2 separate regions of the Siniperca chuatsi genome follow, and region 1 is linked to region 2. Evidence: chromatin contacts called from public Hi-C data. All regions are on one chromosome and are shown on one strand. Each heading gives the region's core, a stretch centred on a gene start, on an enhancer-like site or on the middle of the called end of the contact. The rest is flanking DNA. Distances are from core to core; before and after follow the strand shown. Region 1 overlaps LOC122870038 (inactive ubiquitin carboxyl-terminal hydrolase 53-like). Region 2 holds the start of LOC122870037 (myozenin-2-like).

The links. A called contact is a pair of places that touch in the nucleus more often than the background predicts.
Region 1: a Hi-C map of skeletal muscle shows a contact between it and region 2, with 5 times the contacts expected there. The contact joins the enhancer-like site here to the promoter of LOC122870037 in region 2. A contact is called at or near these places in 3 of 3 Hi-C or Micro-C datasets (liver, skeletal muscle and an unstated tissue).

The regions. Positions count from the first base shown.
Region 1 is chrLG22:10,602,604-10,607,134 of ASM2008510v1, forward strand. LOC122870038 (inactive ubiquitin carboxyl-terminal hydrolase 53-like) reads left to right here. Exons shown (of 17, transcript XM_044183641.1): 14 at 940-1,007. Among protein-coding and RNA genes, the nearest start is that of LOC122870038, 32 kb to the left of the region's middle. Within about 2 kb of position 2,243, the one cell type or tissue checked has an H3K27ac peak away from gene starts, as active enhancers do. A contact at or near this core is called in liver, where this site is marked.
Region 2 is chrLG22:10,553,402-10,558,451 of ASM2008510v1, forward strand. LOC122870037 (myozenin-2-like) reads left to right here and starts at 3,426. Exons shown (of 6, transcript XM_044183637.1): 1 at 3,426-3,772; 2 at 4,663-4,755. The coding sequence starts at 4,671. LOC122870033 (synaptopodin-2) reads left to right here. Exons shown (of 5, transcript XM_044183616.1): 5 at 1-767.

The sequences.
Region 1 (4,531 bases), core at 993-3,492, 48 kb after region 2:
TTATCAGCCAAGTACACCAAATTTTGGCACTGCAAAGTATGATGCAGAAATAGCTATTACACAGTTTTTGCTGTGTGATGCCAGCGTCAGTATGCTGCTTTGTCATTCCATGCCCTACTCATTTAAGGACTTGAGTCTCAAAAGTGCTGCCATTTTTAAATGATTAAACATTACAAACAAACTCTTCTAAGAATAGCAAGACCCATTTAACATAAACGCACACAAGGCAGATGTGCCAGCCTTATTATGCTGGGCTGTCATTTGTTGGCTTTGTAGTACAGGTCTTGTTTGGAGATAATGATCCCAACTAGCTGACAACTCCTGTACTCAGAGGGGAGAGCCAGCAGATAGCTGACTTCCTCAACCGCAAGTGCATTATTCAAGCCTATCTCTTGACAGTATTTTGGTAGTGTGCCTTTTGATGATTAATTCTTCAACATATAGTTTAAGAATTTTCTGTGATTGGATAAGGTCCTGAAGTCACTGAAAATGTATAAAATTCGTAATTTTATTTTGGTAATACAGTATGACTTTTGTAGGTTACTTTTTTCCACCAGTTTTCATTTGGTTTATTACAACATCTTAATACATTTGATAGCAGATACAAAGCATAGCCCTTAAAAAAAGACAACTGCAGGTGCCACAAAGTAGACAACAAAGGAAAAAAACATAAAAAAATCATGAGCACTTGTTGTTTTGACAATAAGATGTGCTTTCTTCCCATTCAAGAAAAGAATGTTGCAGGAATTAGTACCAGATTACAAAATTGTAAAACATCCGTGATAAAAATATATATTAGTTCATAAGGGTTTATTTCCCCTTTTTTGCTCACAGCAAGGATCCATCTTAGTCCTTTTAAGTGGTTGGTAAAGATCAAGCTCTGGAATATCTTGTGGCAATCCACAATGCATGAATAATTTAATTCATTTTGTATTTTAGGGATCACTTCCCCCAGAGAAGAAGTGATGATTTGAAGGCTGACATATTGCACTCTACATTTTCCACTGGTAAGTAACTCTCTCGCACATTTTTAATTCTGCACACCAAAACTATGTTGTAGTGATGTCTGCTTATTAATTATATTCCTGGCAAAACATGTACACCATCTTGAGAGCTAGCATTTAAATATGCAGTGGTTAAGATATGTTATTTTTAGACATTTGGTAGAGATTTCATTAAAACAAAAAAATGAAAATTTAAAATATTTATCCATTATTAATTTACACATATAAATATAGATTTTCTTACATTGTGGAAATAAGTCACAAATTAAAGTATCAGTCTTTCACAAAGGCTTGGCCCTGACATTAAAGCAAGTTCCTCTGCCCAATAGACTTCCATGTGTTGTAAGGATCTGAAACATTAAGATAATACTAAGCAATTTCCTTGATTTATTGTTCCATCAGTAGTGGTAAGGTCACAACCTGATTGAATGGATACTGTATGGAAATAAGTGTGCTCTCACTGATTGGCCTTGACCTTTTTTCCTGAGCAAAGTTTATGTAATGCAGCATGCAGAGAAATGTACACAAGCCAAAAGAAAACATCAACCCAAGTGGAAAACTGGTAAAGAACTGATTTTTCTAGAGATGAAGCTGATTTTCTCCTTCCTCCCAGTGCTAAGTGAAACACTTTCAACATTATTGACAGAAATAAAAATCCTGGTTTGTGTTAGGTTTTATGTCCTTCCTCACATATTACATAAAAAGGAAACGTGGTAAATAGTAAAAACAGAACCTCAAGGATTTTAACTGTTAACTGCAGTGATGAATAATGTTATAAACTTTTGGATCCATTGGGGATACAAAATCTGGGGGGGGGAATCTGTTCAACTACTGTTAAAAACATGTAAAAAATAAAAAATTATACACCTCAAATATGAGTCATGTTGCAATAATGGTTATTTTTATCTTCCAGACAGGATAGAGGGAGATTAGATGACATGAATAGCTCTAGGGGGTTTGTCGCCTGGACACTCTTCACAATCTTTATCTAGCACATGCTTGCTTGTGATACACAGTATCAGTACAGAGAAAAAGAAGGAAAATATCTTTTAAATTTACAAATATCTTGGAAAATGCCTTACTAATTCCCTCAGCAGGAATACACTGAGTTAATCCTGAATAAGAGGGGGAGATGAGTGAGCTTGTAGGGGCCACCCAGCTGTGCCCAGCCGGGCAGAAAATGCCATGACTGGGCCTGTCAGAAGGTGGTATTCAAACATGAGGCAATGAAAATACCATTCTGTAGCACTGCAGTTAGTTTGTGGTCCCAAAGAGTTACAAAATACAGCACAGAAACAGCAGCTACAGTTTTATCTATCTTTAGTTTTATTCAGAGTTAAAAATAGCTTTTACACAAGTGCGGTGAGTTGGGGAAACAGAAGCAGAAAGGCATAGTGCTGAATGCTGGTCTTGTCATTGGCCTGCGAGCATCTGCACATGCAGAGTGATTAATGTGAAATAATCACTGTCAAGGAGATGAACACTTCTGTTGCAGGCATTGTTATTTATTATCCCTTTTGATATATAAAAGTATATATCAAAGTATTTTCCTTGAAATTAGCATTAATGCTAGTCTTTATCTGATCAAATCTGTGGTCATAATTGATTGCACAAACCTACATTTGTACATTTTACAAAGGTATATCTGAAATGTAAAATTTTTGTATGAAGTCGTTTGTCTCCTAGTGATGATGATTATAGATATGACAGTGTCTACAGATCACACACTTAACCACATTCAGTCACATGCCTCCTCTTTTATTTGTAAAAATTCACAAGACTTATTTTTGTATTTAGAAAGTATCTACAGCTATGTTTTGACTTATTGTTGATTCATTTGATGAATGGCTTGAAATGCTGATTTGTTCATTGCTAAACCTAAACCTGGCTAAGTAGCTATTTTAAAGTCACTATGGGATTTTTATCCTCTGCTGTCTGCATATTGTATTGACAAGCTGCAGTAAATGTGTCCAAAGTCAATTTGGCCTGAGTTCAGTGGTGGCAGTCTGTCGTGAGCTGCAGTTTCAGAGAAGGCTGAGCAGATTCCAGTAGTCCATTAAAGTCCAAAATCCTTTCTAAAAGCACACAGATGTGGGAGGACAGTTGTGAGGAGTTCAGTTGACATTTTGACCACAGGCATTTATTCTTATGATCCTTTGCTTCATCAAATAAGGGACCTGACGTCTGGGTTGGGGCCCTTCTTAGTCACCTTAATGACGACCTTTTGTCCTTGTGAATAAATCTCATTGAGCTACAGTATAAGAAAATGGTAGCAGAACATCCTGTCTATAACAGTGTGAAAGGTCACGGCTGCCAGCAGATGGATGCACTTCAACCTGCTATCTTGACAGTGAATCACGCCTTGTCCCGATTGGCTCTAGTGGCTCTTGCACACCTCATCAAGAGTCTTCTTATAACTCAGTTTGCACATGACCATATCATCTTCAAAGTTATGACTACACAAACAGTATAGTTGTGTACTTAACTTTGCCCTCATGTATGTGTAAAACCCCAAATTATAATTTGTATGAGGTAAGTAGTTTACCGGCTTGTGATGCAAAGTTCAGAAAACAAAAAAAAGGAATCATGGTGAATTTGATCCTTCATCCGATTAAATGGATTTGTTATCCACTGGGTTAGTTTGCGTACATCTTCTGCAGTGAATGTGTGTCCATGAGTTAGCGTGTTGAGAGCTGTAATGCTACTCGGCTTAGCCCATCTATGGATGCCACTTAACAAGCCGGTGACTGATGTGATAACCGTAGTGTTAATGCCATGGCATGAATACATGTTTCTATTGTGGCATTTGGCTTAATGTTCCTATGCCTGTGCTATATAAACACACACAGAAACAAAGGCTATTCCGAATGATTTCTTTTAAGAATTTGCGATGACTTTTTGGAGTTGTGGGCACTGGCAGAACTTGACATTTTTCTAGGGTTAATTTTTCCTCCCCACACACTTCAGGTCTTAATGAAAAGCTGAACTGCAAATATGCATGCGAGTCTGATTGATGCTCAAGAATTTTAAGTACCCCAGACAGCAGAGCGCAGAGAACTACAAATCTCGACTTGAGAGCCTTAGCTCTGAAATGTGTAGAGTTTTTGTTTGTTTGTGGCATCAACAAAACTTCAAAGGGCTGTCAGGAATTTTTGCATGTACAATTTCTCAAAACCTAGTTAGGGGTTGCTTTCATGGTCTGTATAGAGGCACATTTTCTATTTCCTCTGGGAGTTTCACACTCTGGCAGTTGGAATAATTGAAATTATGTCAGATCACTTGTCTGTGCCCCTCAGTTAAATGTCCTGAATAACTTTTTAGTGGATAACAGCAGGCCCCAAACAGGTGTCTCTCTTGAACTTTTCTCAGAGTGATCCTTTTATGCTGGAATGGGATTAGAGACAAGTCTGTGAGTGATTTACATTAGTAGAGTATAAAAAGATTTGTATGTAGTAGCACACACAGCATGGCTCTTAATAAGTCGACCACTGATTGCTCAGACATTTGGAAAGTGCAAAAAAACATGT
Region 2 (5,050 bases), core at 2,176-4,675:
AGGCTTAAAACTTGGGGAAAGGTTAGTGCTGTAACTCAGCATGTTGTGGGCGGACATGTGGTTATGTAAGATCTAATAAGTGAGATTAATTCACTCATTTACCTGGTGCATTTTAATTATTACTAATACTAATTAATCTACTCAGAGATGGAAGATGAGAAGCCGGGGCATGCTTTCTACAGACAGTTTTCCAAGACTTTTTTTCTTTGGGCACCTAGAAAAACAAATGAATTGTCACATTCCAGCTCAAAGTGTATGAAAAAATGTGATGCAGTATGAAGGAGGACAATGGAGTTTTAGTTGGGAGCATAAGTTGAATTGAGGAATGTAGATGAGTCCTAATTATCACAACAAAAAAGATTGTTTTAGTTTATGATAGGTTTTGCTGGCACTGGGAGAATTGCTTACAGTATGTAATGGGTTTGTGGCTTTTGTTAGGTTTGGGATTTTGCTATAGACTTGTAATCATCTCCAAAGATTAAAGCTAGGTTGATGTTTCCCCAGAGTGTACATAATGTCCTAATGTGATTCTCACCAAGCAGTCTCATAAACATAAATAAGATTTATCACACAGCATTGTGTTGTGTCTCAACTGATTCACTGAACATCCTGACATACTATAGTGTATCTGTGATAATTACACTGTATTGCTTCCATTCAAACATATTATGGTCATAATACAAGACCAGTAATCAATTTCTGTTCCAAAGTAATTCAGATATGGATTCACATAAAGCATTTTACAAAATAAATACAACCAAATAGCACTATTGTGTTTGTGCTCTTTGCTCTCTATTCCAAGCATAACATACTTGGCTCTGGGCCATTTGTTGCTTGCTGTATCATCCCATGAAGCTTTTTGTGTGATGTGCTGTCTTGAATAGTCGCTCACTCCATATCCAGCGGAGGGGGTTGGGAGGGGTTGGTGGGGACTTGTTCCCATGGTGACCACCAGTTACATAATAACAGTAGGTAACCACTGTAGCTGAACCATTAGAGAATGAGAGATAAGGACACAGAGGGTGATGATAAACAGAAATTATTTCCCTACCAGTTTAGATTTTGAAAATGCTGTGCGGAATTCAAATGCTATTAAAAGGGTGGAGCTTGAATCTGAGTATGAACAACCACAAAGTGCAACACACATAGCTTTGAAACATTTCATTCAGTGTATGGGGTTCCTGGCATAGTTATCTTTATGCCAGATGTTGCAGTATGTCAATGAACTTGTTGCTTTTAACATCCAACCTTATGCTTTCCTGTCCCGCTGGGTGCTGCAAACTCAACCTGCCTTCCTTTATTTGTCTCTTTTACCAAGTAAAGAAATATTTAGGAGGTAAATTTAATTGAGCAAGGTCAATCAAAACATGGTGACTGGATTATAAGGTGAGTGAACCCTATTAGGCCTTAGTCCCTCCTATATCACATGATGGCATTTAAAACAAATAGTATCTGATTGGTCTGCAGGCCCTGAGGGTCCGTGTTCCCATGCTGGATGTCACTGAGTATATTTATTGTTGGCTGTGCACTGCACATTTTGGAGCGCAGATAAAGAGAATTGCAGCTGACACAACTTTATTTTTGATGTTAAAGCTCTATCAGGGGTTTTCATCCCTTTGATATTTTTCTATTCATGTATATTTGCAATGCTGCAAGATTGCAACAGATTATTGCCATTTGTATAGGTGAGTCATATAGATCAGTGGTTGTCAAGTACCCCCATTAACAACACTCATCATGTTCCAAATATGTCCATTTTAAATGATTTGCAACTGGATATTATTTAACTAATGACTAATGAATACATGTGGATATAATACTGGATGTTAGCTGTTTCAATCATTTATCCATTTATTATTTAAGCTAATTATTACATTACAACCATTTATCCCCTACTTTTAGCTAACTGTTTATCTTTAAGCTATTTCAATAATGTATCGATTATTATAAGCTATCTATTAAACTATTTATACTGTTAGCCATGTCTGTATCCATTAACTTATTTTTAGCCTATTTCAACTGTTAAATCATTAATTGTAGCTATCTATTTAAGCTATTTATCCATATCCTATCTTACCTATTTCGAACATTTATTTAACTATTTTAACCATTTATCCCCTACTTTTAGCTAACTAATATAACTTATCCATTACTTTTAGCTATTTCAATCATTATTCATTACTTTTAGCTATCTGTCTCAACTGTTTATATTTTAAGCTAACGTTAACCTATTTCAACAGTTCATACTTTTAGCTAGGCCTATCTATTTTAGCTATTTTTCCATCTTTTTAGCTTTAGCCCTTACTTTTGGCTATTTCAACCATTTATCCCAGAGTTTTATAGCTATCTGTTTCAACTATAGGCTATTTTAAGCAATTTCAGAATCAGAATCAGAAATACTTTATTGATCCCCGAGGGGAAACTCTTTTGTTACAGCAGGTCCCCTTTACTTCAGTGCACACAGGAATAGAAGTGCTAGCAAAAAATATAATGCACTATAATACAGGTCAGAAAATAAATCAAGTACCAAGTGGGTATATGTATAAAGTAAAATAAGTGTGAAGTACAAAGTGGGTTTACCGGTTGATGATAATAAAATGGTATACAGTAATAGTGCATGAACTGTCAAGTTAAGTGTAGCTTATTAAGGTTATAATGAGACGGAGGATATTGCACAGCAGTAATAGAGGTATGAGTAATATCAATATCAATAAATAGGGAATTTTAAACTAAAACATTGCACAGGAGTATTACACAGAATATTGCACAATTATGTCAAGTATTGCAGAGATGTAATGATCAATGTCCAGTTTAATGACTTAGGGTCATACAGACTACACTTAGAGGGAGGAGTTAAAGAGTTTGATGACCACAGGCAGGAATGACTTCCTGTGGCGCTCTGTGGTACTTTTTGGGGGGATGAGTCTTTGTTTGACCAGCACATCATGGAGTGGGTGGGAGACGCTGTCCAAGATGGCATGTAGTTTGGCCAGCATCCTCCTCTCTGACACCACTGACAGAGAGTCCAGCTCCACCCCCACAATGTCACTGTGGGGGTGGAGGATAGCAGGACTAGGCCTATTTATACTTTTATCCAAGTATTTCAACCATTTAGCCTTTAACTTACTATTTCAGCTTTATCCATTAATTGTAGCTATGCATTTCTATCTATTTCAGCTATGTATTCATACTTTTAACAATCTATTTCAGTTTCAACCATTATCCATAACTTTTAGCTAACTGTTTCTGCTCACTTACTAACTAGTTTTCAGACACTCTTAATGACAAAATTGTTTAGGTGTTATGAATGTGGATATATATTTTTAATCAAATCGTAAATTATATTTTATCAAATTAGTTGAGTTCATCTTTCCGCATACCCTGGCAACTGCAAAAGTACCCCTGGTTGGGAATCACTGATATAGACCATCCTGAGCTACTGTAATGACACTAGCAGAGAGAGAGATAGATGGAGGGCAAAGCGAGCAGCAGTGGCAGCACTCTAAATTTAGTCTACCCTTCTTATTCACGCTAGTGAACTAAATACCAATGACAACAGACAAACTGACACCCACCCACCCAGTCAGTCAGTCACTTTGTCAGTTGGTTCAGACTGCAGTCCCCTCCACGGCAAGCCCCAGTGCCGGGGAGCGTGAGCACCACCACAGGTCGCACTACCCAGTCTGACCCTCTTGCCTCTCACCTTTCTGACTTCCTACCCTAAGGAGACAGGCACAACTTGCGACTCCCCCCTGAGGGTCCTTCAGGACAGGTAAGCCATCACAAGGGCTCTCCACAGGTGTGCTGTCTAGTTCTAACGTGACACTTTGAATCAAGCATGATTCATCTACTGTGGTTCCCTCTACATTTTCCTGTCAATCACACAGCTTGTCTTGTGTCACAGTTGAATTTTATTTCAGAATTTTCTTAAAAATTTTTTGTTAATATATTTTTGATAAATGCATCTCCTTTTTGTCTTTTTGCTTGACGTTTATATGTAGGGAACATCCCTAATATTTAACAGCAGCAAGTATGCATAAATCCCCAAACATTTCCCAAACCAGACAAGTTTGCAATTAAACTTTGCAAACATGTCTATTATCTACTGAGCCGAAACCAATGATTTCCAAATGATGAAGTGGTTTGCACGGTGAATAGACTTTGGCATTTTCTATGAAATGCTCCTTTGTTCCATCAGGAAACTTTTTGAAAAGTATTTTGGATTGGAATGAAACATTTGTGTTGTGTTCACTGACACCTTGGTGTAAACTTTCCACTGTGCTATTTCATCCACTGTCTTATGTGTTTGCTGTGACAGCGCCATGTTCTCTATGTGTGTCCTTTCAGCCCACTTGGGTAATTTCAAACATATTGATTCCCAGACCCCTGGGCCCTGACACAGCTGGTTGCCATGTCTGAAAAGCATGTGCTTGGTGTTTAACAGCCCAAGGTTATTTAAAGGGATGTGCTAATTTTGCCCTTTTCACTGCCCCAATAAATTCTATCTGCTTCGGTTGTGCGTAGTGTGGATGCTTGATGTTGGCCAATCGATGCCAACATGCAGCCATGCTGTCTTGCTTTTGTGTCTCTTTGTACGTTTGAACAGGTTGTACTAATGTGCGCTGTCTCCTGTAACTTTTTGCCTCACCCCTGACTCCCCAGGGGCAGCCATGTCACAGTTCTCCACTATGACAACCAGGGAGAGGAAAATACAGGCGGCAGCAATCTGCAGGGAGGTTCAAGCCCAGGAAGGTAGTTGTATCATTTCCTCTTCACTTCCTGGTTTTCTAATCCCTCTAACCACTCAGTTTCTCTCTCTTTCTCTTGTTGCATCCTTTCTTTGCTTCTGTTTCCATCTCACCTTCTCTCCTTCTCCCCACATCCTGCTCCTTTCACCCCTCTACATTCTTTTTTCATCACATGTATCAACATAGACGCAGATTTAACACCATAGCTTACAGTACACATTTAATTCTCAGACATATTAATTTTACTGTAAACACCAGCTCACCCTGTCTGACACACACGCACTGGACACTGCCACATTCAC